Linked DNA regions of Gossypium hirsutum: region 2 is linked to region 1. Evidence: chromatin contacts called from public Hi-C data. All regions are on one chromosome and are shown on one strand. The core of a region is the stretch at or near the end of the contact, and the rest is flanking DNA. Distances in the headings are between cores, read along the strand shown.

Region 1 (3,152 bases), core at 369-2,868:
TTATAATTTTTATAACTTTTATTAATTTTTATTTTTTATCATTTTTTGCCACATGTTACGCCTTGGTTGTAATATGTGGTGACTTTAACTGAAAAAATTAGGGGCGGTTAGCTTTAATGGTCAAAGGGCATTTTTTATGTATTTTTGTAATTGAGTGCAAAAAAGAAAAAAAAGAGGAACTTAATTAATTTTTTGAAAAAATTTTAGGGTATTTTTGATACATTTTGGTAGTTCAAGTACTAAATTGAGTGAAAAAAATAGGGGCTTATTACTTTTTTTTAAAAATTTAAGGGCCTTTTTAATACATTTTGAAAGTTTAAGTATTTAATTGAGTGAAAAAAAGGACTTAATTACTATTATTATTTTTTAAAGTTTAAGAGCTTTTTACAATTTACACCCTTAATCCTTTAACTAATCAGTTAATTAAAAACAATTATAATTGGGGTAAAATTAGATATTTAATCTGTTAAAATCACATTAATATATTAGTTATTAACATTTTAAATGCAATTAAAGTGTTTAATGGAATATAATTGCCTCATAAAAATATGCGAGCTATAAAAAGTTGATTATAAAAAAATTAAATAGCATTTAATATCTTTTAAAAAAATATGTGAGTTAAAAAAATTGATTATTAACAGTTTAAATAGTATTTAATATATAGTTATAAAAATATAAAATGATATAGTTATTACGTCAGAGATCTTTTTGCTGCTGCAAAGAGATGTTGGTTGTGAATAAACTTACCCACCCAGAGGTTGGAAGTTATGATCGAAAAATGAAAGGATTTGTATAAAATATAATATCTGAAAAATTAGATTAAATAAAATTTAAGATTTGTTTTTTATATGAGTTGAATTTTAGGTAAAATTTTTTTAACTCAAGTTCGGCTTGAATATTGTGTTATAAAATAATATTATATTAATTATATATGTTAAGTAATAATTATATATATTTATATTAAACTACTAATTCAATTATAATTAAATCGATTACATAAGATTTAAAAAAATTATCTAACTAAATAACCCAAATTAAAATATAAAATATAAAATTTTAAATTTTAAATTTAATAAAATAAAGTATTTATTATATTTATTTGTGTTTTTTTAATATAATAAAATATTTATTATATTTATGGTATTTTTGAATATAAATATTTTTTTAATGCATTAAAAAATTTTATTTTAATCTTTTTTTAGTACGTATTATATATTGTTAAAAAAGTTAATTTTAAATAAAATTAATTTTAAGAAAATTAAATATGAAAGAACTAGATTGAGTTTGAATTTACTTTTCCTAAAACAAATCGATTTAAATAAAAAAAACAAACTCATTTTTTAAACTAAGCTAAAACTTAAAAAAATAATCTAAATATCTTATATACACCCAACTCGACTCACTGAGTAATTTTAATTGTGAATGTGAGTGAAAACGTTTGGTAGAAATTTCCACACATACTCCATAGTATAATTTAATGATGTTGGTTTGAAAGTACAAAGTGGTCAGAAGAATGCTTTGGAAAGCAATGAAAATAGAAAACCAAATACGTACAAACCAGTCCACCTCCAATCTCATCGTTGTGTGTTGGGCTGGAATATAATTTCCTTCCATCTTCCCTTGGCTCTATGTATCCATTTATTATTGGTCAACATGGGATTAAATTCCAGTCAGATGTCCCTACCACTTAAATATTCATTTCTGCAATGACTTTTAAGCAAGATATATATGCCATTTCGATGGAGGCCCTTCGTAATGCATTTTGGTTTCCAGTATTAAAAAAAAAATTAATGTACAATAAATTAAAGAAAAAATTATTATTATTTTATTATTAAAATTTAGTCTTTATATATTAGTAAGAGATAAACATAATGCGTCATGTACACTATCTAATTATACCATTAACTATACTATTTTTTAAAAAATAGAAAAAGTAAAATATGCATGCATCCATAATTCTTTAACCGATGTAACTAGTGTTAAAAAACTAAAAGTTTGGGGTATTGACAAAGTAAAAATTTGGAATAAATTAATTAGAGGGGATTGACTCAGTGGCAGCACTGCCTGATATCAGCCTTTCCTAATTAACTATACTACCAAATTCTTAATTCCTTCGATAGACGACGCTTTAGTTTTCAAATTCAACATTAACCCAATAAGACGGGTGGATCTGTTCAAACTTCAAACCATCTAAAAGAAAACATTACTTCTAGCCAAATTAAAGAAATATGCTGAATTTTTTAGATATTTAAAGATTTATGTCTTTTTTTATATTTTTATCGAGATATATTGTTTTTAAAAAGATAAATAAAACACATTCTACAGGACACGTTTTTATGTCAACAGTAATTTTTCCCCTAACGGTCACAATTCCAACAGCTACATTAATACCCCAACAACCATATATTTTTCTATATAAACCCTTCCAAACTTCTTTTTAAAAAAAATTTTTTAAACTCATTTTTTAATTTTCAATTCTCTCAATAATTTCGTTTTAAGTCTTTCTCTGAATCCTATTCTCTTGGGTTTTATTTGATTCATTATAATTTGTAAAATAACAAATTAGCTTATTCGTCTGGATGACAAACATATCTCCGGTGTTTAATTTACAAATAGTAAGAAAATATTATTAAATTATTTAATTTCAATTAGTTAATTATTCCTCTTTTTTGCACCGCACAATAACTCGTCCCTGCCCGAGATCTTGTTACCCCCAACTCTGTCACAGATTATAGTAACAAGCTCGTCGCCTTTGGTGATTATGCATAAAATGAATTACTTGATTATACTCAAAGACCCCTATATTTTTCGTCTTTAACTTTTGTTGAGTTTTATAAAACATTCTCCTTTGATGAGGTAAAACTCGTTGTCGTGGCCGCATAACCACTGCCAACTAGGGTTCATATATGCTTCATCACTTGATAGCATAACCTTTGTAAAATTGAAGCCCTAGTAAAACTTCAACTCAGGACAGTATAATTACTGTCAACTGAAACTTTGAGTTGCGATGCGATCCGACTTCTCAAGGTGATGACTCTATATTCACATGGCAGATGAAAATTGTAGGTCGCTGAGCTCCATAACATCGTTGTCAATGCAAACATACCTTAAAACTATAACAATTTCTATCTTAAACACAAACAAAATAAATA
Region 2 (3,152 bases), core at 304-2,803, 79 kb before region 1:
GCTAGCAGTACAAGTTTGACTGCTTTCCAAAACCAAAAAGAAAAGAAAGATTTGGAATCAATTCAAGTTTGCTGTGACATTCAAAGCCTTGTGGTCTCTTAATCATTGTGCAAAACACATTTTTGTTTCCAGTTTGGGGTGGCGAATGGCTGTTGCGGCTTCTGGGGGTTCTATTTCATGCTTATTATGCCATTTCTTGTGCATGCTGCTCCTGATTAATGTTGAAATTGAAAAAAAAGAAAAAACAGTTTGAACTTTGAATTTTGTTTCTTCGAAAGGGATAAGCCGTTGTAGGTTGAAGGCATTTAATCTGAGTCACATGGTAGATAGTGTAAAGCCACATACAAAGAGGCAGAGAGGAGTGATTAACACTTGGTCAACTTCTATCTTAATTCCATACTGTTCATCTTTGACCAATTACCATCATCCATTTTCTTAATTTGGTGATGGTCAAAACAAAAGAATATAGTAATAGTCGTCGTTTCCACACTTCAATAAAAGAAGCGAAATTTCCCCCCCATCTTTTCCCATTCATACAACCAATGCATTTTGGGTTAATAATGAGTATAACGAATATGGAAAATAAAGCAAATAAAATGGAGTTCATCTGACAAGCCAAACAAACAAATATCAAAATTCAGCATTTATTTCCTTTCTTTTGACTGACTCCCCTGCTGAAAATACCACTCATTAGTAATCTTATCTCATCAGCTTGCTTAACAAGCAATAAATCCCATCTGAGTTCCTAATAATATTAGAAAAAAGAAGTCGAATTGGCATCCTTAAAGTAAAACTAGTATTCGCACGAGCTACAATTCCCTTATATTATATTAATCAAGTAGTACTATTTTATGTTTTTTCTGTAAATATGACCATAATGTAATCTCAACAATTATTAGTATATATGGTTTCTTATTCTACTTGCTATCCGTTATGTCATCTTCATTATCAATATGCCCTGGACTGCAAACTTTCTTTATTTTTCTACTTCACGAGAAACCCATGGCAGCAACTCAGAAATAGCCAGCAAGCTATAATTACTTGTTTCTGTGTTTGGGTTTGATAGAAACTGATTTTGGATGTATTTATCATGAGATTGGCATGGAATAGGACTGATGTAAGAGGGCAATGTGGAAAATATGAATCTAGAAGCTTGCCCATTTTTATTATGTAGCTAGCCGGTATATTTGGTATGCTGACTTTTCAAAACCTACAATTTCCAATCTTGCATGTTGTTTGGGCAAATTCAGCCTCCTTTACTGGGAATTGCCTCTCACCAATTCAATTCAATTCAAACTCATCTATATTTGATCGTGTAAGACATGTATCGTCATGTTCTTATGTATACATGCAACTTAATGGAGAAGAAAAACGGAGGAAAATAACCACACTTTAAATTCATTTGTTATTTTCAAGCAATAGGTTGACCGAGAAGCAAAGACCCACCAAAAGCAAAGGTCTAAACTTAGCCTATAGGCATGTGATATGTTGATGATGACCCATTTGATAATTGATATTAACACACGTTGTTTCCAGGAAGCTGCTCTGCTTTGGGCTCAAGCAGTTTAATCTTCTCTGTAAGCAGGGTCAAGAGTATACCTGTTTACTTTGACCAGACATTATCTGTCACTAGTATATATGTATGAACAAATTGAAGCTAAAAGTTGTTCCTTTCTATAATCAAAGAATTCCCCCCCCCCCCAAAAAAAAAAAATAGCAGCGAAAATCAGTGAATTGATATTATTCCTTTCCATGAACTCCTCTACGGGAACCTCCAGTGAATGGATGCAATTCTATGAACAAAGTATGGATGAAATGTCGGCATCATCATCCTTGGGATTCTCTGATGTTGATGCCACTATTGTAGCCTCTTCGGAGAGCAACCAGCTGAACCTTAGCTCAGGAAGAGATGATCAGTTGGCAAAGGGTTCTTCCCCAAAGCCAATAAGAAGGCGGGCAAGAGCTTCCAAGAAAACACCCACCACCCTTCTCAATGCTGACGCCAGCAATTTTCGAGCCTTAGTGCAACGATTTACTGGTTGTCCTACAACACCACCCCTTTCAACCAACAACAGAAGAGGCCCTATCAACTTGAACTTTGCTCTCGGGAGTGATCAAAATCAGAGCGGGACTGCAAGTTCCGTAATGCCAGCCGCTGCCAACGATTATTATTATCCACCAAGTCATCAACAACATCATGCGGTATCATTCCCCAATGTTCACCCCGATGCCTACTTTAGCTCTTCTAGCAGTAGAGCTAACGCCGATCAGATCCTCCACGATTTTGACTTGGATAATATTTCTTTGCAGGCGTTTAATAGGGACGTCCCTTACACCAATGAAAATGCAAATGATGGCAAGTACTTCTTGTAAGGATTTATGTTTACTTAATCTACCCATTCATCACCTACTTTTGATGTCTTTATTCAAGTACTTGAATTTATTTAGTATATCTTTTGTCTGTATCCATATCATAGACAAGGAAACAGGAACTACAATTTCTTTACTTTGATCTTTGAAGGATATGAACAATAAACATTGAAGCAGTGTCTTCTTCTTCAGACAATACTATAAATTTGTTCATATAGGAATGTAATATAGCAGCGCAAACAAAAATAAGGGTTATTGTATAAATCTAACCCCATCAAGGGGCTTTACTTTTCCTTCATTCAAATTTGAATCCATCGCGCTATCTCACTTCGTTGGGCATCGGAGCTAAAATAAACAAACGACCATATACATACACAACACTAGTATAGTTTTGCTACAGGACACTCCCATCGTACAAGTTTATGATATCATCCACAACCAACAACAAGATAAGGAAGAAACCCAATAAATTATGGCAATGGATTAATAATTGATGACCATGAATCTCATGCATGTACAATTTATTTTTATTTTATTGTTTTTCTCTAAAAAGTTAACAACGATGATATATAAGGTTGCACACTGAACCAATGAAAACATGTCATCTCTCTACCTCTTCTCCATGTCATGGTAACATGATCATCAATGAATATATATGTATATATCTAGTGATGTTATACAATATTTTGAATTTAATAAAATTTACTTATTTTTTGAATTTATATATATATGAATTGTTTATATTTTATACAGAATTTTTTATAATATTATTTTATATAATC

The links. A called contact is a pair of places that touch in the nucleus more often than the background predicts.
Region 2: a contact with region 1 is called in a Hi-C map of leaf, with 2.1 times the contacts expected there. The contact joins the promoter of LOC107927739 here to the enhancer-like site in region 1. A contact is called at or near these places in 8 of 34 Hi-C or Micro-C datasets (cotyledon, fibers, hypocotyl and 2 more).

The regions. Positions count from the first base shown.
Region 1 is chrA12:9,632,752-9,635,903 of Gossypium_hirsutum_v2.1, reverse strand. No RefSeq gene overlaps it. Among protein-coding and RNA genes, the nearest start is that of LOC107920691, 17 kb to the right of the region's middle. Within about 2 kb of position 1,618, at least 2 of the 9 cell types and tissues checked have an H3K27ac peak or open chromatin away from gene starts, as enhancers often do. A contact at or near this core is called in leaf, where this site is marked.
Region 2 is chrA12:9,711,273-9,714,424 of Gossypium_hirsutum_v2.1, reverse strand. LOC107927739 (VQ motif-containing protein 22) reads left to right here and starts at 1,553. Exons shown (of 2, transcript XM_016858844.2): 1 at 1,553-2,202; 2 at 2,311-2,668. The coding sequence starts at 1,753. The coding sequence ends at 2,373.